Linked DNA regions of Mus musculus: regions 2, 3, 4, 5, 6 and 7 are each linked to region 1. The links are chromatin contacts, called in public Hi-C, HiChIP or PLAC-seq and promoter capture Hi-C maps. All regions are on one chromosome and are shown on one strand. The core of a region is the stretch at or near the end of the contact, and the rest is flanking DNA. Distances in the headings are between cores, read along the strand shown. Region 1 holds the start of Gorasp2 (golgi reassembly stacking protein 2). Region 2 overlaps Slc25a12 (solute carrier family 25 (mitochondrial carrier, Aralar), member 12). Region 3 overlaps Myo3b (myosin IIIB). Region 4 holds the start of Myo3b (myosin IIIB). Region 5 overlaps Ubr3 (ubiquitin protein ligase E3 component n-recognin 3). Region 6 overlaps Myo3b (myosin IIIB). Region 7 has its middle 26 kb from the start of Gm39576.

Region 1 (3,042 bases), core at 306-2,805:
AACACACCTGTACTAACTATGTGTGCACTCAGAAATCCTCCGAAGCACACCTATGAAGACGACATACTTCAACTGTCTTCCATAGGAATGAGCTCATTAAACTGAAGTTCTGTTGACATGAAGATCCATCTAAGACCCTAAAGACTATTTTTTTTTCCTACTCATTAACACTAATGTGTCTTACTAGGTTTCCCTGGGTGTTTATTATAATAAAAATACTGCAGCTCCCTAAGGGTTCATGGCCACACTCAGAATCTGCAAGTAACAGGATAATACACCTCACATGAGTCAACTCAGAATCAGACCAGATGAAAAAGCATCGCCATTAATTTTCCTACGAACCCGGGATGAAGCAGTTCTTTCTCCTGTGTTTCCTATTAGTGTGGGATTTAGGAGTTTGGTTAGCTGAAGGAAATAGGAAAGTAATATGGCATATGAAGAAACACCCTGGAAAAACAAGGGCTTCAAAAGTCTCTTTTGAGTGGAATGGAGAGACAACCACAATCCCGACAACCAGGTGACCAATCACAGTCCTATCGTTCAGGTATCTGGGCTATTTTAAAACGTTATCTCATTCAGAACATGCGACCCAGGGCAGAAAATGAAGGTAAGCAAGCACACTCTCAGAGAAGATTGTCCCTAAATGGCGATGCAGACTGAGGCCACTCTGTTCACAGCCCATGTTAGCACTCACACAGGTGTCACCACATTCCTGGTTCCACGAGGAAAGGACCGTTCACAGGCGGATGTGTCTTTGACCCCTGGTGTCTGGCGCTGCGTTTCCTCATCAAGCCTGGCTATTTTGGAAACTCTCCTCCGCGGACCTAAACCTCAATCTCCCCGACTATTTCATCTTAGAAAGAAGAACGGAAGTTCCTCTCCTCCAGGAAATGTTGGAGAGATCTGGAAGGGTCAGGAGCGACCCGGAACGGAAAAGTCCTATCAAAAATCAACTAAATTTAAGTCTGTCAAATCTAGCCCGAGGCCGTTCGTGCTCCTTTCCCTGTCCAGGTGGCCCTTGCAAGCATCCAGGGGTAGCCGAGATGAACCGACACCGGTCGTGACATCTCCGCTTAGCCTGTGGCTCCGTCACCCTCCCCGAGAACACAGGTACGGGTTCCGGCTCCTTCTGGAGGCGGCGCCCCTTGCTCTTCCTAACTCTGAAGCTCAGGCCAGTGCGCGGCGAGGCCGTGCGGAGGGCCAGGAGCCAGGGTGGTGGGTCCCGGGCCACGTCGCCGGCAGCCGCGCCCAGGGTGCTCCGCGGACTCGGGCCTGGCCGCCCCGGCGTCCCCCCGGGCCTTACCCGCAAAACGTGGTAGCCCTCGGTGCCGCCGCCCGGGATCTCGACGCTCTGCGAGGAGCCCATGGCGGCGGGCGATCCGTACGACCCGGCCGGCTCAGCGCTGCTCCGCCTCGCGCACCGCCCGCTTGGCGACTCCGCGTAGCTCTTGGGACGTGGCACTTGCAGCAGCCCGAGCCGGGCCGCACAGCCCGCCGGGAGATCGTCGCCCGGCAGCCACGGCCGCTGCCACGCCGCAGACAGCGCCCCCTGACGGGAGCCGGAGGGAACGATCGGAAGAGCGCAGCGGGCGGAGGCAGGGAGCGCGAGAAAGCGGAAAGACAGCCCGGAACGCGACGGCTCGCTACGGGGCCCCGGAGCAGACAAGACTTATCTCGGCGCGTTTCTACCTTCGCAGAAGGGTATTTGGTCGCAGCGCCTCCTGGTGACCAGAGGCCAGAGAGGAAGGGAGCAGATGCCGAGCACGCCTGGCGCTTGCTTTGTTTTAGGTCTTGTTTAATAAGATTGTATACCTGAGGATAGTTCACAGTGCCTTTCTGGGGTTGGAATATCAGGTATTCTCAGCTCACGTTTATAAAGAGCAGTGTTCCCTGAAATAAAAGCGGTTACTGTTTTGTTGTTTTTCTTCTCGTCCTGATAGAACACTACGGAGCTACGCAGGAGCGAGGGGCAGGGGTTGGATTTCCTTGGAATTTTGCCTGTTGCCCCACTGCACCCCTCTCAGTGTTCCCTGCCCCGTCTCCTCCCCATGCTATAGTTTGACTTTCAGTAATGGTGTCCCATCCAGGTGTTGACTGTCTTTGGTGTTTTGCAGTGTGAGCTATTATTAAGGGTTCTGAAGTATTCTAGTCCCAAATGGTTTTTCATAGTTAACCCAACACGCCACCAGTTAGATAGTCTAGTTTAAAGGATAGGTAGAGGAGCAAATGAGTGGTGCTCTAAAGAGCCAGGGGAATACAGTACGGGGACCTTTCTTCCCGACAGCTGACCAGTTCGCCATATGGAATCAGAATCATATGAAATTAAGAAGACTGGACTGAAAGAGATACCCATAGACAAAACTAAGAAATACCAGGAAGAGCTTGCATTGGGATCTGGAGTGAAGCCCAGAGGTTTCATAGTCCCTAGCCTGTGGAGGTGGAGGAACCTTGAAGGGATGGACCTTGTAGAAGGAAGTTGGAGTCTGTCCTTAAAGTAGGGAGTAGAACCCTGCCGCTTACTTTCTCTCTTTGCCTCACAGCTGCCCCGAGATGAACAGCTTTGCCAAAATAATGGAGCCAACAGCTATGGACTGAAACTACAAGCCAAACAAATCTTTCTTTCTCCTTTAAGTCGTTTTTTTGTCATTGACAAAAAGCTAACAGAAGGCCAATCTGAAAAAATTCCTAGGGCTGAAGAGGAAGGAGGCTTACGGGTTAAAAGTGTTGGCTGCTCAGTCATGTCAATGGGAATTCAGATCCCAGCACCGACAATAGACTGTCTATAATGCTTATAGCTTCAGCTCGAAGGGATCTAGCACCCTCTTCCAGCCTCAGTGTAGACACACACACACACACACACACACACACACACACACACAGAGAGAGAGAGAGAGAGAGAGAGAGAGAGAGAGAGAGAGAGAGAGCTGGGATCTTGCTGTGTTCTCCTGACTAGTCTTAAATCCCTGATTCCCAGTGACTCTCCTGCCTCAGCCTTCTGAGTAGCTGAGATATGCCACTGTGCCTGGCTTGTAAATGGCATTT
Region 2 (3,151 bases), core at 2-2,501, 630 kb before region 1:
CCTTGCTTACATGTGTCTACAAAAGTCTACTCCTCTCTCATATTGTAACTAGATGCTGTGATTGTTTCACTTTTGTGTAAACGAGAAATATATTGGTGGTTTTAGTTTCCATTTGGCTAGGAAGCTTCCTAACTCATGCTGACCACAGCATATGCATACCTGTGATCTCCTGAAAGCTGAGCATCTTTTGTCGTGGAGAGGATTGTAATGCGTGCCTGTGACTCCCAGACCAGGGTGGCTAACCTAGGAGAATCAGAATTTCAGGGTCATCTTTGGCTACATCTGGGTTTGAGGCTAGCCCGGGCTAAATGAGGCCTTATCTGGGAAAAGAAAAAGAAACAAGAAGGTTGTACATTTTGTTTTCCAAACAGCTAATTATTTCTGTGCTGTGTAGAGGATTTTGGTCATAAACTGGCCTGTTCTCTTATCTGACCTGTGACCTAAGTGGTTAAGCAAGAATCAGAAACTGGATTCCTTTGCTCTTTCTAGGTGTGGATTCTTGTTTATAGGTGAAGTCTAAGATGTCCTGAGGGTTTGGCTAACACTGAATTTATCCCTTAATCATGTTTTACTTATGGATGATTAATGGCCGATTTTTGATTGGCTGATAGTAGGAGAAATAGCGATGTTGAACTCTGGGCAAAGAGGAAAGAAAATGTGGCAGTGGCATTTTTATCTTTTCTTTTTTTTCTGACAGTCTTACTCTGTAGCCCAGGCTGGCCTTAACCTCATGATGCTACTTCTTTAGCCTCCTGGAGACCAGGATTACAGGCTTATACCACTTACAAAGCTCTTTTTTTTTTTTTTTTTTTTTCTGTTGATGAGCCGTCATACCACAGGGTAGATGATTGTTAAAGCCTAGCCTAGCACTTCTCTCAAAAGTCAGTTAACTAAACCAGAGAATAAAGTCTTAGATGAGTGGCCAGGCCTCTGTTTCTAGACCAGCAGGCACCGTGGGACAGAGGACAAACTCTTCCTTGAGTGAAGCCAATCAACAGTGTGGAAAGCAATTTCACTGGGCTTTGAAAATGAGTCCACGCCCCTATTGGTACTGATCAGACCGGATGTATAGTGTCCTTCAGGGCAGTTAGCTGAGTGCTGGGCTAGCATGGCTGAGCAAATCACATTGCTCTTCCCCAGCGCCCAGTGTTAAAGCTTACTAGGTTAGCCAGCAAGGAAGGCCCTAACTGAGCTGGAAGCTCTTCCCAGCAAAGGGATTAGTGAGCGCCCAGGCCAAGCTTCTTGTAGCTGGGAGGGAATGCTGTTGCCATGAGAACAGTGGAGATTCCAGATCTGCAGCCTGTGTTCTGCTGCTCTGCTTTCCTTGGCTTTTGTTTTGAGATAGGGCCTCAGCTTGCAGCCCTGGCTGGCCTGGAACTCTTTATATAGACCAGGCTGCCCTCTAGCTCCTAGAGATCCACCTGCCTCTCCCTTCTGGATGCAAGGATGGGAGGAGCCTCCATGCCTCGATGGTCTTTTTCTGTTTTTAATCGGTGTGTGTGTGTTATGTAAGGGCTCCGATCAAGACTCAACATACCGAAGCATGCAGTCATCACAAGCTGCCTTCTTGGCACTATGATCAGTTTACCTTAAGGTTTGGGTTTTTTTGATATACATTTGATATGTATGTGATCTGATGTGTGTGTGTGTGTGTGTGTGTGAGAGAGAGAGAGAGAGCGCAGCCACAGAGATGACAGTTTGCCAGTTCTCACCTTCCACCATGTGGGTCTCAGGGCTTACAGTCAGGTCACCAGGCCTGCCTGCAGCTTCGTTACCCACTGAGCCTTCTTGCAGGCACACCACAGTCAGTTTTCAAACTTGTGTGGTAAGGCTGCGTGTGGTAGCTTCTACCAATCCCAGGTCTCTGGAGGCAGAGACAGGAGGATCACTTCCAGTTCAAGGCCAGTCAGGGTTACAGTGTGAGACCCTGCCTCACAAAACAAAAAAGCTACATGCAAACAACAACAACAAAACCCAAACCAACCAAAACAACATAAAAAAAAAAAACCCTATGTTCTTTATCGATAAAAAGTAATATACGGGGAACATCCACATGTCTACCATCCAGCCTAATTAACATGCTGCTTCAAGCAATAGAGACTTTCGGTCCTCAACTGTACATTTTGTAGAGATTATCTCATTAATCCTAAAGAGTGACCGCATTGTGATCTCATCTGCAACAACTGGCAAAGACAAGATCCAAGGCGCCTCTCCATATCCACCCTCCCCCTGCGGGAACACGCGCCTGTTCTTTATTTCATCTGTTGACTTTCCTCTCAGCATTTGTCCTCTGGATTTTTCAGGCAAATGTCGTGGTTGATTTTGAGGATCAAACTCAGGACCTCGTGCCTACAGGGTGTGTGCCCTACCAGAGCTGTGCCCCTGGCCCTAAAAGGATAGTAGCTTTACTGATCCCAAAGTCACCCTCTAATGCTATATTGTATGTGTTCGATTCTGTAGCTCTTAGTATATCCACAGAGTACAGACCACCAGCATCAGAATCAGTGTTAGCAAATCTCATCACTGTGCACACCAGCACCAACACACACACACACACACACACACACACACACGCACTCACTCACGCATACACACACAGATACTTGTTAGCTATCACCTTCTGTCTTCCCACCTCACCCCTATACCCTAGGTGGCCATTCATTAATAAACTCCTCCATAGACACTAATTCTGAATTTTTCCTATAAATGTAACCATGTGGTATATAACCTCTGGGCTCTGCCTTCTTTCCCATAGCATGTTTCCAAGGGTCACTGATACTGTAGCATGCTCCCAGGGGATTTAGAAGTGTCTCTTTGACTGTGCCTCTCTTCTGGCATTTCCTTTTATATGTTTAATAGCCATTGTGAATGGTCACATGGTCAGGGTATGTGCCATTTATTGGCTGGATCTCTTATCTTTGTCACATAATTTTTAAGTTATCTCTAATAAAGTTTATCATTAAATCTATTGATTTGTGCTTGGAAGTTAGAAGACTTCCAGGAATCAGTTCTCTTCATGTGCCATGTGGGTCCTAGAGACTGAACTCACATCATCAGGCTTGGTGGCAAGTGCCTTTCCCAGCTACTCAACATGCCCTGGTTTGTTGCTTTGTTTTGAAGGCCTAGGTCTATAGCTACCCAATTCCCTAGG
Region 3 (3,137 bases), core at 376-2,875, 510 kb after region 1:
AGGGAAGTTAGTTTTAGGAGTGATCCAGGCAGTGTGATTTATGAAGGACCAAATGACTTTCTTCTGTCTCCCTTCCATTGCTGAGGCTCCGCCCCATGACTGCTGCTCAAAGCAAAGAAGAGAGTCTACCAAGAAGGAGCATCACACAATCTAAACACTATGACAAATACTCTTTCACTTTCATACTGAGGGCATTTGAAATCATTCTTAATAGCTTCAAAAAACCAAAGCTGTTGCAAAAAATAGATCTGCGCTATCTGGATTCCAAAGGGCTGTTGCGTAAGGGAAATGGGATGGAGAGGAGAAGGGATTCTGAGCATAATCTGTTCCTACATCCTGGCTGCATTTAGGACGATGACATTCTTAAAATTGCAAGCAGGGAAACCTACTCTGGTTACCTTGGTGATAAACTGCGGGTAAAAATTACACATAATTGCTGCTGATGTCACTACTGCCATTTTGTCTCCAAGACTACAGATTGTCTCCAAATAATTGTAATGCTCTGTGCACTGGAAGCCCACTATGGAGCAAAAAAAAAAAAAAAAAAAAAAGCTTAATACTGCAGTTATTCTCTCCAAATCTAGCTAATAAACCATTTGAGAACTCTCGGGGACTTGGAATAATTACAGAGATAAATGGGGATTGAAAATGCCTCTCTCTTAACCTATTCTAGATACAAACATAATTTGAAAACGCTAATATAGAGAAAAGTTAGCTTGTATTAGACATACCAGGAAATTTTCTTCTGGAATACATTTTACCTAGAATGCTGGCGTCTGGGGGAGGGGCAGCAGACTGTAGAATATTTGTGGATCCATTCTGCTTAGAAAGCAGCTGATCACTACAGCTAACTGTTGATGGTGGGACCCCCCCCCCCCCAAAGCTTTTAGTCTCTGGAAAATACTCCGGGGCAATATTTACTTTATTGAGTTTTAATTTTCAGTTTACATGAGAAGAAGAAATTTCTAGTCCCCCAACACAATTATATTTAAATTGCCAGCCCCAAAGAGGCTTCCTACAACAGCCATTCTTTTTTTTTTTTTTTTCTGTTTTTTTTTTCCATTTTTTATTAGGTATTTAACTCATTTACATTTCCAATGCTATACCAAAAGTCCCCCATATCCACCCACCCCCACTCCCCTGCCCACCCACTCCCCCTTTTTGGCCCTGGTGTTCCCCTGTACTGGGGCATATAAAGTTTGCAAATCCAATGGGCCTCTCTTTCCAGTGATGGCCGACTAGGCCATCTTTTGATATATATGCAGCTAGAGTCAAGAGCTCCGGGGTACTGGTTAGTTCATAATGTTGTTCCACCTATAGGGTTGCAGATCCCTTTAGCTCCTTGGCTACTTTCTCTAGCTCCTCCATTGGGAGCCCTATGATCCATCCATTAGCTGACTGTGAGCATCCACTTCTGTGTTTGCTAGGCCCCGGCATAGTCTCACAAGAGACAGCTACATCTGGGTCCTTTCAATAAAATCTTGCTAGTGTATGCAATGGTGTCAGCGTTTGGATGCTGATTATGGGGTGGATCCCTAAAGGATGGACCATGTAGAGACTGCCATATCCAGGGATCCACCCCATAATCAGCATACAACAGCCATTCTTAAAGGGCAGCTTTCCCTCTGACCTCCTTTCATTTGCAAAGGCAGCAAAGCGCCCGGTGTGATCTCCCGAGCCACTCCCCGCCATTTTACAGTTTGCAAACTTCAAGATTCTTGGAAAACCAGCAATTCGTGGCTTTTGATCCAGTGATTTTTAGTATGGCCTATGAGACGGCCACAGCTGTGGTTAGTGAAAGACACCAAGATGGTCCAGTTTCTTGGGAAAGCCTGCATTACACTCCGAGGACACGGAGCGATGAGTTAATGAATAGTCACAACCTCTAGACAAGAGCCTGAGTCCTTCAAACCTGGCTTGGAGGTGCAGCTGGAGCCCCGAAGTTCACATTCCACCTTTCTCACGCTCACTTGCTGAGGGGGGGAGGGGTGGGAGGAGGGGAAGGGAGAGGTGTCCTGGAAGCCCTAGTGCTGCAGCAATTTGACGACAGTCTCCCAACACTGACCTTGTCATTTTCCACTAAAGTAAAACAGAGCCAGCCAACTGACCAATTGGATCTGAATGATAACATTCATGATTGGGGCCCATTCACCAATAGTCCATACAAGAGCCCACACCTGGGGGAGGGGAGCTCACTAAATAATCCCTGCTCCTTTAGCCTGGAATATATTGAAACCAGAAGTGAGAATAATAATCTAAGTCAGAGAATAAACTGCAAAATAAAAAGTGTCCTTCAGCCCCACGGGGCCCTGATTCCTTTGCTGCTGGTGACATTTAGGTAGAATATCGAATCTCCCAATGGGAGTAGAGATCAAAGGATTATGTTTACAAGAACGGTAACTGGTTGTACTGGACAGGCTTTCTGTCTACCTGTGAGGACTGAATTTTCAGTGTTTCCACCTGCCTCTATGGCAGCCATCATTCCTGGCTCTAATAAAGATGTAAGGATTTACTTTTGTGCTTCCACTAATTGGTCAAAATGTGCTTGACCACAAATTTACAGCCTAGTTATAACACCTAACTGTATAATTTAGATGGCAGGATTCTTAAGCCCCAGGGTTTGACATATTATATTTCATGTTTTCTCGTTTACCAAACTCTACTTTGGGAGCTCTTGGACTGTCAGTAAGCATACAAATTTTGCAGAATTGCTCTTTAGGGCCTCATGACACCTGACTTAGTACATTTTGGGTTTTTTGAAGAAGTGGCCTATGAATAGCAGGTCCAGTCACGTTGCTGCAAAGTGCTCTAAATGACCCGTTTGTGTGCCACTTCAATGGGCCATGCTGGAATTAATTCACTTGTGATTTGACCCCATGTTGGTTTCCAGACAACCCATCATGGCTGTAAGCCTCCCTGGGTGGCAGTGTAGACTGGTGGGAGACCCACAACAGCACTCTACTTATTTGTCTAGCTTGAATATCACTCTGTAGCACAAGATTCATGAGTGATCTATGAATGATCCCTTCTGAGAAATGTCACTGGCAGCATGGAAAAATACAGCACTGCAGAGAGGCAAGCCAAAGCCACTCGGTTACTGCAGAGAGGACAGCAGCTTAGATTTAGTGAAGTTTACA
Region 4 (3,015 bases), core at 384-2,883, 620 kb after region 1:
TATTGATAACAAAAGAAAAAGGGCGTGGCACTGGAAGAGACATGGGGGCTCAGAAGGGAGTAGTGGTAGAGGAATGTGGTAAGCATACATTGTATAAAGGCATGGGATTTTCAAAGAATAAAAAATATTTATTATTATTATTATTAATTAATTAATTTTAAGAAGCTTCCCGACTACGTGGCATGAAGACGCCCTCCCTCATCTTCTTTCTTCTGGGGATGACTGTAGCCAGCATAATGTCATAAGGCCACCCAAAAGCAGATATTATAATAAGAATAAGGAGATCCACAGGTCTCTCCCTTCACTACCCTAACAGCGCTCTCACCATGACCATCTTAAAGATGTGACCCACCCTCCACAAGCCTGTTGTTCCTCGGCCTTGGTGGAACAGGAAGTGGGGAAGGTGGGGATGGGTGCTATATAGCCTATAGCAATCAGAAAGGAGACTTCCATCCTTTCCCTATGCTTGGGATATGTCATGGGACTCATTGCAGGCCAAACATTTTGTGCTACAGAGCAAAACTCTGCATTATCTCATCTGAGCACCCAGAGAAGCGCATGAGCGCCCAAGGTCTAAGCAACAGGAGTCGAGCTCAGCAGAGGTTTGACTGTGGCTCTCTTGAACACGGCCTCTCAGTATCACTCAGGGAGGATGATTGCAAACAGCCTTGAAGAACAGAAACTTGGAAATTTCTGAGTCTGACAGCAGCAGGGCTGAGCCATTACGGAACACACCAGCCCTTGGGAGGCAGAAGCAGAGGGTGGAAGGTTTGAGACCAGCCTGAACTATATAGTAAGTTCCTTGCTAGCCTGAGCCACATAGATCTGTCTCAACGAGATCTGATAGAAAAGGGACTGGGAGGTTAGTGTCAAGAAGAGCACTTGCCTAGCAGTCACAAGACCCTGGGTTCAATCCCCAGTGTTTCATTTTCCCCTATGCATGCGCGCCAACACACACACACACACACACACACACACACACACACACACACACACATGGGCGGTTAGGGGTAAAGAACAAACTGTTTACCCAGAAATCTAGTTAGATGGCAAATGATTTTACAGGCTTAGTACTCACATGGAATTGCATTAAAATTCCTAGCTGTTGCTTAATTTTTTTTTAAACAAGAACGCATCAAATAAAAAGGGGGGGGGCTAAATACACAGGGAGTCATTTTCAATCACATTTAAATCAAATATACTGAACCTCACTAATTTTAACTCTTAATTTTAATAGTTGACATGATTTTGGTCTGCGTGTGTGTGTGTGTGTGTGTGTGTGTGTGTGTGTGTGAAATTTCTTTAGGATAAAAACAAATAAAGCAAAAGCAGAAAGGCTCCCCTGTGCCCTGCACATCTGATGGCTTCAGCCTGGTTCTCCCGAGTGCAGGAAGGAAGAGTTAGCCATTCTTTCTTACCCGGTTTTGTCTCCTGTGTGCTCACCGCTCACCTCCGAGGCTGCTGCAGGGGACAAACAAAAGCAGCATCAGGACAGACACCTGACACCGGAGCCCTTGACTGGTGTCAACCCACTGGGGTCTCCCGGGACACCAGGGTCTGGCATTCGTTTTCATTCCATTCCTGGCCAGAGCAGGAAGTGCCTTACCTGCCATTGTTCAAGCGGCCCAGAGATGGGACTAAACCCAGGGCAGGGAAGCCCTGCTCCCAAGCACGAGGATGAAAAGAGATGAATAATGAATAAGTCGCCAGAACTTGAGGCCGCTGGGAAGCAGGAGGCCTGGTAAAGAGGGAGAGAATGTTAGCGGGTCCTTCCTAAGGGAGCTCAGAGGGAGGAGGCCCAGGCTCTGTGCTGAAGCTGAGGCGCTACAACAAGCACCAACTCTGGATGGGAACCAGGCGTTAGAGTCCCAAAGATCCCAAGGGGCCACTTGTACCTGCTTGACCTGCTATGGATGTTGGGGCATCCATCAATGCCCCTCCCTGTGCTATTGGCTCAGTTCCTGGGAAAGCTTATTTTCAAAAGCATTTACTGTTGTAAGTGCAATTGCTCAACAAACCCTGTGGGTTTGCCCACATATCCTTCACGCAATGGGTATCTATGAAGCCCCTCTCTGTGCTGTCACTGGAACTGAGAAGAAGGGGGTGGGGGAGGCCTGAAATGTCTCCAGACAGAGAGTCCTAGTCATAAGCTAAGCACCTATGTTGGTGGCCTGCTCGTGGCTTAGCAGCCCAGGTTTCTCTTGAGAATACAAACTCACCTCCAGGAATTCATATCCAACATTCATCATTTATGTCCAAAGCCAGAATCCAAGCCAGCTATCTTCATGGCCCTGTCTGTCGTGACTAAGGGCATCCCTGGGTTTCGTTCAGCTTGGGTCTTTCTTGAAATCATATTTCTGAGTTAAGAGTCTATTTGGAAACAGAACTCAGGCAGTGATTCTAACAGAGATATTCATATTCCTTACTAAGCCCTGGGTGTCTGAACAACAAATGGGGAATTCTAAGGCATCCACTGCAAAAGACAGCCTCCGCCTAGCACTGGGTGAACCAAAGACTGGGGGGTTGTTTTACTTATCACAGGGTCCTGTTCTGTAACAAGGGCACTAGGTGCCCCATACTGGCCTTGAATTTGTGGTCAGTCCTCCTGGCTCAGTAATCCCAAGTACTGGGATTACTGGCACAATCCTCTAGACCTTGCTAATTTATTATTATTATTATTATCATCATCATCATTATTATTGTTATTATTATTATTTCTGATATTCTTAAGGTAGGTACCACAGAGCTTTACCTAACCTCTGAGAAGAGCTACAGCCAGCAAGTGCTAGCCCTTTAGGGACCCTTTGAGGCAGGTTCTAGAAGTATAGAGAAAGCTGGAACTTGCAGCCAGTAGTATGGCTGACATTATTTCATTAGCACACTTTGTTAACATATATTATGTTATGATATATGTTATATATTATGGAGCCTATTCATATCCCATGTTGCCATAGTAATCATGACCATAATATTATCCATCTTGATCCTTAGTGGAACCAGTCAACTTCCTCTTCC
Region 5 (2,827 bases), core at 319-2,818, 670 kb after region 1:
TCTGTTGCTTTCAAAAAAAAAAAAAAAACAACTTTTTTCCAAAAGGGTCCTCATATAAATCAAATTAAAAACAAAGACATGCACCCTTTCCATCAAAATACTGAGTTCTCCAGCCATCAAAAGAAATACTCTCTTCCCAAATATCAAGTCTTATGCTCCCTAATGAACAAACAAAATTACTTACACAGCAAGGAGTAATTGAACTCAAAACTAGAGCTATGTCATAATAAAATGCCAAATATAAATATATCTTCAAGTTCTGGGAATCACAAAGAATTAAAAATGAAGTAATTTAAAGTAAGCTTGAATTACAACTTATTTCATAAATACTTACTTGAATAACTTTTGACTGCAACTTCTTTCATAAATAGTTAATAGTTTCAGAAATATTTTCTCTGAAAGGTAGTTACTGACATATTTCATAGGACTTAAATATTTAAATAAAATACTGAAACAAGCTGCATGTTAGAGGAAAATAAAAGCCTTGCCATTATGTTCTGCTCAGTATGATAAAACCCTTTTTCCTTCATTCAGATTTTAATTTTGAGTCACTTTGGCCTTCATTTGTTTTCTTCGCAACAGCTAAGTGAGACTTCAGGAGGCCTGCAAGCTCACTGAAACTCTGCACATGCTTGATTATTCTAAGCAGATAGTCACTGTCTCACGGTCTGAGTTTATTACTAGGGTTCAGAGAGGGATGGGGAAGGCAGCGTGACTTCCTGTTCCTCTGCCCACACCTTTACCATCTGATCCCTGTCCTTGCTTCTCTATAAAAGAGAAGAACACTGAGTCCATCTTACTGTTACCATAGCCTTCTTTCATAAGTTACTTATAGTTTAAGGCAAAACACAAGGACCTAAATTGCAGCTAAATTTACCTTAATGAAATTGTTTAATTTATCATATTACAGGAAAATTCCATGTATTGATCATTCCCATCCAATCAGGATCTCAGGACCTCCTAGTAATGCCAACTCTAGTGAAACTGAAGGCATGATATACAAGTGAGATGTGTGTGTGTGTGTGTGAGAGAGAGAGACAGAGACAGAGAGAGACAGAGAGGAGTATGTGTGTAAATACAACAGCTTATCTGCATTCAATATTTCTATATAATAATTACATATTGTACAGAAACTATGCATGATCCTAGATCCTTAGTAAAGTTAAATTAAATTTCGTTTTATAAGCATAGTTATAAGTATGTAGTAATCAGTAACTCCCCAGAAACAAAATAATAATTATATACCTCACCATCTAAAAATCAAACAAACAAAGCATTCTGGATAACAACAGCCTAGGACCACAGAGTAGGCCGTCGTTCTCTAATGCACAGACACTTCTAGACCAATCTGGGTCCAGCATTTATGTTTACAGTCTGAAGAGTGAGGTAGCTTCCTTATCTTGAGCGCTAACTTGCTTGCTGAAATTCTTCTAAGTCTGGATTCATTTCCTGGGTTTTAAAGGTTACATAAACTCTTTCACTTACTGTTTTATTACACTGCTATGGGAGTGGGGCAAAGAGATTAAAAACAGAACACAACCTAAAAGAGGTGAACACAAGACAGGAAGAAAGATGACTAACTGAAAAACCAAAACCACTGAATCTTGACTCAAACGATCTCTCAAGTCCAGCCTGTAGTTCTGCTAGTAAGTTGCTGGATGACTTCAAGTCCCATCATCTCTCTAGATCTTACCAACCACAATATTATATAAACAAAATAAGAAGTATGTTTGCAAGGATATAAGAGGCTCTAGAGTTTCGGCTTTAGCAGGATGTGTTTGTTTGTGTCTAGTTGTATATACCTACATCTTATCTTCCTTGTTTCCTTCTTTTACGGCTCTCCATTTTCACATATTCTCCAAAAGTTCTGCCTAGATGTGTGCATTGATGATGATCCAGCTACTCAGAAATTAAGCTAATGCTCCCTAACTCAAAAGAGGAGAACAGGTGCTGCTTCCCTGAGCCTGCCAGCCAGAGCAGAGAGGTCAGAGCACCTGGCTTCCCTGCCAGCCAGAGCAGAGGCCAGAGCACCTGGCTTCCCTGCCAGCCAGAGCAGAGAGGTCAGAGCACCTGGCTTCCCTGCCAGCCAGAGCAGAGAGGCCAGAGCACCTGGCTTCCCTGCCAGCCAGAGCAGAGAGGCCAGAGCACCTGGCTTCCCTGCCAGCCAGAGCAGAGAGGCCAGAGCACCTGGCTTCCCTGCCAGCCAGAGCAGAGAGGCCAGAGCATCTGGCTTCCCTGCCAGCCAGAGCAGAGGTCAGAGCACCTGGCTTCTTGCTTTCTCTTCCTTCGCTGGCATTTCTTAACATACTAGGAGAGCTCTCACTTGGTTCAAAGAAATAAGTTCCTCTCTTGCAGCCTTCATTTTTGTAATGAAGGCATGTAACACTATGTTTTAGTTCTCAGCATAAGCACTTGCCAAGACTTCATCATACGTAAAATGCCATATTTTAAGGGACTTATCAGCCCCAAGTGTTAATAATATACTTTCCCCCTTATGTTCCATGATGTTCAACAACAGCCGAATTGTTCAGCAAGTAATTTAAAAATAACTTCAGGAAGTAACTTCCTGGGAGGCTGTAAAACTAGATATACTTTTAACAAATATTAAAGATACATATCCTTTCTTTACACAAAAACAGATGGTAACATAAAACAAAGATTCACTAAACAATAAAAAAAACTAATACTAAGGAAATACTAATATATATTACACATACCTACCTAGCAACAGAGTACATAAAGAGAAACTCGTTGTCTGGTGAGCCTGGGGTCTTGCTATAGTCTCTGTATTTCTTCTGAGTGGTATTTTTTATATCTTTCATTACAG
Region 6 (2,702 bases), core at 93-2,592, 560 kb after region 1:
AGCTGTCCTGTGTTGTTGATAAGCCTACTAGCAAGGTTTTAAAAGGGCAGCCTGTGGGGTACAGAAAAAGACTGTGGTAACTTAGATATGAAAGGTATATACTTACAAGAGTCAATGTGCAGTGAAATGGGCTGAGCCTTTTAAAAATAAAACAAAAAAAATAATATTCAACTGTGTCAAATAACCCTTAGAGTTGTCAAAGGCACCTGAGTCTCCTGCCCAAGCCCTGAGGGTTAGCACGAAAGCCTGCCCTTCCCACACGTTCTGCCAGCCATCAGTTTCAAATACTGAGGTGTCTCTCCAGCCCACGGTTCCTCCCTATCCCTTCAGGAAACAAAGCAGCCGGATGCACCTAGAATTTAATGAGCATTTTGCTGCAAACTAAGAAAAACAGAAAAATGTCATTTGCCTTCCCTGTCTCATTTTCAAAACCTCACTGAATATTGACTCAATCACAGCGTGTGCGTTTGTCAGGACAGTCATAACTTCAAGCAATAAAATGTTCCTCGCTCAGTAAGCCATCCACTTTCCTCTGAGTTCTTACAAAATGGTCCAGGCAACACGGTCGCCAGACCTCTGTTCTAAGCCTCAGCTCCAACTGTCAAGTCTCTCCTATACCACGGTGTTGATTTGACTCCGTGAGATAGCAGAATTAAGGGGAATTTCTCTGCAGTGCCTTGTGATCAGTCTTCCAAGGCTGTAAGGTTCTTCAAGAGCATAAAGATGTCATAGCATCGTGTCTGCCTCTTGGTAGCCCAAAACAGCTCAGTTTTCCACGTAAGTTGAGACAGATAATCTTGATTTTACTGAACACCAAGTTGTGTTTCTGACTTAGAACTACACAAATGAAAGCCATGCCCCTTGGGACCCAGGAGCATTTCCAGAAGGGAGATAGATGCTCAGTGGCTGAGACGTGTTTGGACTGGAGGCTCCCAGCTCCATTGTCAGTGTGGTGACTGGTGGGAAGGATTACTCCAGCCAGCCGTTTCTTAATTCTCTTGTGCTGAACACAGCTAGCATGAGCCTATAGATGCTGCTCTGCCTTTCAAAAGCTCTTCCCTTGTCCTGTCAGACATTTGCTGTCTTCCTTCATTGCATTCTAGACTCTCCAGCGCTGTTACAGCATTTAGCACTTAGGACATACGCCATCCCACCAACCCCCCGCCCCCCACTAGAACCTCAATTGTATAAACTCAACTCATGCCGCAGTGTCAGTGTGTAAAAGTGGCTTGCTACTTAACACTTCCGGTGGTGTTTGGGACTAGACTGGACTTCTAGGGCCTGAATAAAAGCAAGAGCTAACTAGAATGTAGGCACTCTCAGCCTTCACTCTCGCTCCCCCTCCCTTCCTTTCTTCTTCCTCTCTTGCTTTGGCTCTGAACTTGTACTTTGATCTCTAGACAGGGCAGAGGAAGAGATCATTTTTAAAGCCAATTATTTAACTTAATTTAAAAGCAAAGGTTTTTTTTTTTTTACTTTGATTTTTTTTTCTTTGCAGCCTTTTTCATGGTACTCTAAATGGTTTTTCAAAAGTTGAGCATTTGGTTCATGCTGAAATGATTAGTCTCTACCTATCAAGGTTTTTGTCCTAAAAGGAGAAAAAGAAAGTGTGCCTTAGTGGCATTAGATGCCATTTCCAAGTGCTGTGCTGCTCTCAAAGATCTAATTCCTTATCATGTCTTATTTGGGTAAGAGACAATGGGACTTACAGATTTTTTTTTAATTTAATACTGACTTAAAACAAATGCACCCTGCCCCACACATCATGGAGTATTCTCGCTCCATGCCTTCCTGATGTATAGGTGTCTACCATGAAGGGAGTTTTGTTTGCTTTTGACTAACAAATTGGTAATGAATTTCAGAGCTGACATTTTTATTTGCTTTTGTTTTCAGAGCTGTGGTGATTTGAGGAGCTTATTAATAACCTTTTTCTATCCTCTAAAATTGCTCCATGAAATAGCTCCTCTCTGGTCCTTTCATCACATCCAGCAGGCCAAGAGCGGAGGCAACATAAATGATCTCAACGCAAAGGGCAGGGAGAACAACACTACATACACCATAATTATAGTGACTGGGAGTCTCAAAAGGCAGACCTTTAAAAGCCACAGATGGAGAGAACTGTGGGGGTACACCATGGCCTGCTGTCATCTGTCCTGTGAGTAGGCTGGGGTGGTGCCATCCTGCTTAGTGTCCCCAAAGATCGTGTGCTAACAGGCTGACCACCAGCACATGGTGCTATTGGGAGGCAGTGACCCTTTTAGTGTGTAAGGCCCGGTGGGAGGAAGTCAAGTCATCAGTGGGGGGGGGGGGGGTTGGATGCTGGTCTCTTTTTTTGCTCCCCATTTTGCTTCCAAGCCACCATGAGGTGGACCACTTCCTCTTTGGTCTGTGCCCATAATGATGTACACTACCTCTTCACTTGCACCCCGAAGCCAACTGATCAGAGGATTGAAAACCACGAGCCAAAGAGGCATTTCCTTTTTAAAATTGGTTTACCTCGAGCATTTTGTTATAGTAACAGAAAGCTGACTGGCACACATAGTCCAAGTGTGCCATGGTCACGGGAGCATGCTGCTCTCCTCCCTGGCCCTCTGACCATCCGTGGAATGCCAAGAGACTGAAGCTAAAGAGAGCTGAGCACTTCTACCACTGTTAGAAGTCTATCCTTGTGTTTCTGGGAGACTTGTGGAGGCACTGGTCAC
Region 7 (2,935 bases), core at 12-2,511, 520 kb before region 1:
AGGCAAAGCCTCGGTCTGATTGGTTCAGCACCCTGGAAATTAATGTTATAGGTCAGGACATTCATCACAAAGTGAGTTTGCCCTGGCAGAGAACTGCGCGTGTCCTCCGCCCCCTTCAGGTCTTTAATTGATTGTTTTACAAGCTCACCTCAGTCTAATTGCTTTTAACCTTTTCCCCCTTCCCCCTCATAAACCTATAGATTAGTCTCAGCCAAGGAAATGCTGCCAATCGCTGTAAGTTAGTTATCCTCATCAGAAGCATCCGAGCGTGGGTACCAGAAGATGCAATGTCAAAAGCACCATTGTTAAAAGAATAATGTATCACGTTCATCTTGCTGAGAGAGGGGTTACATATTGGAGACCTATGTAAATAGAACCCATCTCTAAAATATTTTATCCATTCTATAAACATTTTTATTTATTCTTTCTTAGCCCTACAAATAAAAAGTACTTCGATTCTATCCCCTGCCGTCCTCTTTTCCTTTTCTCCCCCACCTCCCGCCCCTCCCCGCATTGCATTTTATTAAGTCACCTGTATGAACTTGGGTGGTAGATTATTTGCTTGAGCGAGAGCTTTCCCAGTGAGGACTGTGACTCCTCCCTGGCTAGCAACTATTAAGTGCCTATGATCTCCAGGAAGGTCAGAGGGCACGTGCCCTCCGTAGATTTCAGTGTTTGGAAGACGTTTGTTCAGATCCTTTGAACTGAATCTGCCTTGAGACCTTGCATTTTGGTGATGGATTCTGTAAGATAGAGTTGCCTCTCTGGAAAATCACTCTTGAATCCAGATTTCATTTCGTTCTTTTTTATCATCATCCCCACGGCCTAAGGATGTAGGAAGATCAGAGTCACCGCTGACCTCGAGTCAGTCACGGTCTGGAGAAAGGTTTACCTTGAGATCTGTGGAGCAGGGACAGGACCTGATGGCTTCTTAGAAAGAACCGCAGCTCCTCAGAAAGGTAGCGAAACCCAAAATCTAGCGAACGAGGGAAGCGTTCCGTTAAGTATTATCAAGAGATACTTTCCAACCTCAGGGAGCGCTCACGGAGTCTGCTGATTGACTCTGGTCCTGCGAACTCAGAAACCATCCAACCCCGGACCCAGGAAATTTGACCAAGTTGCGTTATGGTTCTGACATGCTGCAGTGAAATCCTTGGGACCTCCCAGGTGTGCCCTCCCCTCCCCCAGCTCTGCCTGCCCCTCACCCTTAGCGTTCTCATCTGGAAAAGCTCAGGGATTGTCAAAAGTATGCAGCATTCTTTCCAGCCAATGCCTGTGTGGGTTCCCAGTCTCCATTACTAAAATGGCTTACAAATCCTTCTGTCTTTGAGAAGTGTGGAATTTCCCACAAAGCAGGATTCCCCCCCCCCCCCCCCGGGCCTGAAAGTCATTCTCTTGGAACATCCTGGAAAAGGAGGCCCATGAGCAGACACAGGTGGTCTAATCATACTGACTTTGGCCAAGCCTCAGACCTGCCACTCCCTTCCCTCCCTTTGAACTCACCAAACGCCTGAGCCCAGATGTGATGGGGCAGAAGACTGAGCCAAGGTCAATCAGGCCCCGTCCTGCAGCAGTTGTTGAGGAGCTCAGTTTATGTTGGACACAAGCCAGACCTTTTTTTCACTGGTTTTCTTGCATGTGAATTTTACCTTTCCTTTTTTTCTTTTAAACAGCTTTTGAAAATGGTCTTAGGGAGGTGACGTGCACGAAACAAGCATGGTCTAACAACTTAAGATGGTGGAGGCAGGGGGATGAGAAAGGTTAGAGTTAGCCTCAGGTACATAGGGAATTTGAGGCCATCTTAGGATGCATAAATTCCTATTTCTAAAAGATAATGAACAAGCTAATAAAAAATTTAAGTAGTCTTGGATTGAAAATATATTCCAATGACAGAGCACTGGAAAGAGATATATTGTATTTATGTCTTTTGCATGTGCCCGTGTGTGTGTGTGTGTGTGTGTGTGTGTGTATGAGGGCCTTTTGGGGGTCAGGGGACACTGTGTGCAAATCTGGTTCTTTTCTTCTGTCACGTTCAATCTGTTCGTTCTGCGGACTGAACTCAGGCTGTCTGCAAGTGCCTTTACCCTCTGATGCATCTCAAGACTTCACGTAACATGTTTGCAGAAAAACAAGAAAACACAGACGCTAGAGGAGAAAGAAGATAGGGAAGGAGCAGGAGAGGAAGCTATGCCCATACCACCCGCACAGTTAGCCTGTCGCCTTCAGCGTCTCCTCCCAAGCTTAAACATTTACGGAAATAGGGCCATACCAGAAAGCAGGAGGGCTGGAGAGATGAAGGCTGCATGACGCCATTGCTTCCTCCCTCAGAGCATTGGGTCAGCAGGAATGTGAGTATCCTGAACATTAAATGAAGTGAAGTATTAATCAACGAGGGTTCGCATGCAGGAGACAACACTGAAGTCGACCATAAGAACTTTGTTTTAGACCAGTGGTTCTCACCTGTGAGTCTCCACCCCTTTGGGCGTTGAATGCCCTTTTACAGGGTAGCATCTCAGATATCCTGAATATCACATATTTACATTATGATTCACAACAGTATCAAAATTACAGTTGTGAAGTAGCAATGAAATAATGTTATGGTGGGGGGTCACTACAACATGAAGAACTGTATTAAAGGGCGGCGGCAGCCTTAGAAAGGTTGAGAACTATGACCACAAACACTTCTCAGGATAGGCTGAAAAAGGAAAGAAGCCACAATGAGTTCACACACAGGTACAAGAAGTGCTACTTGGTGGTCAGTTCTAACTCAAGCCATTTTAGACATAACAGTCCAGATGGACCTTTAACTTGATAGGTCCTAAATAAAGCTTTGTGGAATTTCTTAAGATTAACAAGCCTCATACAGAACATACAGAGCACAACAGGGGATATGGTCAGTATGACCTTGCTCTGAGTTAAGTTATTTTTGTGTCAA

The links. Promoter capture Hi-C pulls out the DNA fragments that hold promoters and counts their contacts. Hi-C and Micro-C count contacts between places; a contact is called where the count stands out from the background. HiChIP or PLAC-seq counts read pairs in DNA pulled down with a chosen protein or histone mark.
Region 2: an H3K4me3 HiChIP or PLAC-seq map of stem cell-derived neural progenitor cells shows a contact between it and region 1, with 21 read pairs. The contact joins the enhancer-like site here to the promoter of Gorasp2 in region 1. A contact is called at or near these places in 7 of 39 promoter capture datasets (the C10 cell line, embryonic stem cells, hippocampal neurons and 3 more), 3 of 115 datasets of contacts at active chromatin or transcription factors (bone marrow-derived macrophages, large pre-B cells and stem cell-derived neural progenitor cells) and 1 of 9 other capture datasets (pancreatic islet).
Region 3: a contact with region 1 is called in an H3K27ac HiChIP or PLAC-seq map of embryonic stem cells, with 7 times the contacts expected there. The contact joins the enhancer-like site here to the promoter of Gorasp2 in region 1. A contact is called at or near these places in 5 of 39 promoter capture datasets (the 3T3-L1 cell line, 3T3-L1-derived adipocytes, embryonic stem cells and 2 more), 1 of 15 datasets of contacts at CTCF or cohesin (embryonic stem cells), 11 of 115 datasets of contacts at active chromatin or transcription factors (the 230-238 cell line, astrocytes, bone marrow-derived macrophages and 5 more) and 1 of 9 other capture datasets (embryonic stem cells).
Region 4: a contact with region 1 is called in a promoter capture Hi-C map of embryonic stem cells, with 4 times the contacts expected there. The contact joins the promoter of Myo3b here to the promoter of Gorasp2 in region 1. A contact is called at or near these places in 14 of 39 promoter capture datasets (the 3T3-L1 cell line, 3T3-L1-derived adipocytes, the C10 cell line and 7 more), 1 of 484 Hi-C or Micro-C datasets (cortical neurons) and 9 of 115 datasets of contacts at active chromatin or transcription factors (acute myeloid leukemia, astrocytes, embryonic forebrain and 4 more).
Region 5: a contact with region 1 is called in a promoter capture Hi-C map of the HPC-7 cell line, with 3 times the contacts expected there. The contact joins the enhancer-like site here to the promoter of Gorasp2 in region 1. A contact is called at or near these places in 8 of 39 promoter capture datasets (the 3T3-L1 cell line, the C10 cell line, the HPC-7 cell line and 3 more) and 9 of 115 datasets of contacts at active chromatin or transcription factors (astrocytes, bone marrow-derived macrophages, differentiating embryonic stem cells and 5 more).
Region 6: a Hi-C map of regulatory T cells shows a contact between it and region 1, with 4 times the contacts expected there. The contact joins the enhancer-like site here to the promoter of Gorasp2 in region 1. A contact is called at or near these places in 2 of 39 promoter capture datasets (cranial neural crest and pre-B cells), 1 of 484 Hi-C or Micro-C datasets (regulatory T cells) and 11 of 115 datasets of contacts at active chromatin or transcription factors (T-cell acute lymphoblastic leukemia, bone marrow-derived macrophages, effector CD8 T cells and 5 more).
Region 7: a contact with region 1 is called in an H3K27ac HiChIP or PLAC-seq map of embryonic stem cells, with 6 times the contacts expected there. The contact joins the enhancer-like site here to the promoter of Gorasp2 in region 1. A contact is called at or near these places in 5 of 39 promoter capture datasets (the HPC-7 cell line, hematopoietic stem and progenitor cells, liver and 2 more), 4 of 115 datasets of contacts at active chromatin or transcription factors (embryonic stem cells, large pre-B cells and stem cell-derived neural progenitor cells) and 2 of 9 other capture datasets (adipose tissue and liver).

What each region holds. Positions count from the first base shown.
Region 1 is chr2:70,660,022-70,663,063 of GRCm38.p6, reverse strand. Gorasp2 (golgi reassembly stacking protein 2) reads right to left here and starts at 1,555. Exons shown (of 10, transcript NM_027352.4): 1 at 1,304-1,555. The coding sequence starts at 1,366.
Region 2 is chr2:71,288,376-71,291,526 of GRCm38.p6, reverse strand. All of the region lies in intron 13 of Slc25a12 (solute carrier family 25 (mitochondrial carrier, Aralar), member 12), which reads left to right. Among named protein-coding and RNA genes, the nearest start is that of Slc25a12, 78 kb to the left of the region's middle. Within about 2 kb of position 1,251, at least 58 of the 459 cell types and tissues checked have an H3K27ac peak or open chromatin away from gene starts, as enhancers often do. A contact at or near this core is called in embryonic stem cells, hippocampal neurons, stem cell-derived epiblast-like cells and 1 more, where this site is marked.
Region 3 is chr2:70,147,824-70,150,960 of GRCm38.p6, reverse strand. The region is part of intron 8 of Myo3b (myosin IIIB); the gene reads right to left. Among named protein-coding and RNA genes, the nearest start is that of Myo3b, 110 kb to the right of the region's middle. Within about 2 kb of position 1,625, at least 45 of the 459 cell types and tissues checked have an H3K27ac peak or open chromatin away from gene starts, as enhancers often do. A contact at or near this core is called in embryonic basal ganglia, embryonic stem cells, forebrain and 1 more, where this site is marked.
Region 4 is chr2:70,037,744-70,040,758 of GRCm38.p6, reverse strand. Myo3b (myosin IIIB) reads right to left here and starts at 1,633. Exons shown (of 35, transcript NM_177376.4): 1 at 1,607-1,633; 2 at 1,419-1,461. The coding sequence starts at 1,613.
Region 5 is chr2:69,993,707-69,996,533 of GRCm38.p6, reverse strand. Ubr3 (ubiquitin protein ligase E3 component n-recognin 3) reads right to left here. Exons shown (of 39, transcript NM_177783.6): 29 at 2,722-2,827. Among named protein-coding and RNA genes, the nearest start is that of Myo3b, 44 kb to the left of the region's middle. Within about 2 kb of position 1,568, at least 40 of the 459 cell types and tissues checked have an H3K27ac peak or open chromatin away from gene starts, as enhancers often do. A contact at or near this core is called in the HPC-7 cell line, where this site is marked.
Region 6 is chr2:70,098,316-70,101,017 of GRCm38.p6, reverse strand. All of the region lies in intron 4 of Myo3b (myosin IIIB), which reads right to left. Among named protein-coding and RNA genes, the nearest start is that of Myo3b, 61 kb to the right of the region's middle. Within about 2 kb of position 1,342, at least 4 of the 459 cell types and tissues checked have an H3K27ac peak or open chromatin away from gene starts, as enhancers often do. A contact at or near this core is called in regulatory T cells, where this site is marked.
Region 7 is chr2:71,179,322-71,182,256 of GRCm38.p6, reverse strand. No RefSeq gene overlaps it. Among named protein-coding and RNA genes, the nearest start is that of Gm39576, 26 kb to the right of the region's middle. Within about 2 kb of position 1,261, at least 9 of the 459 cell types and tissues checked have an H3K27ac peak or open chromatin away from gene starts, as enhancers often do. A contact at or near this core is called in embryonic stem cells, where this site is marked.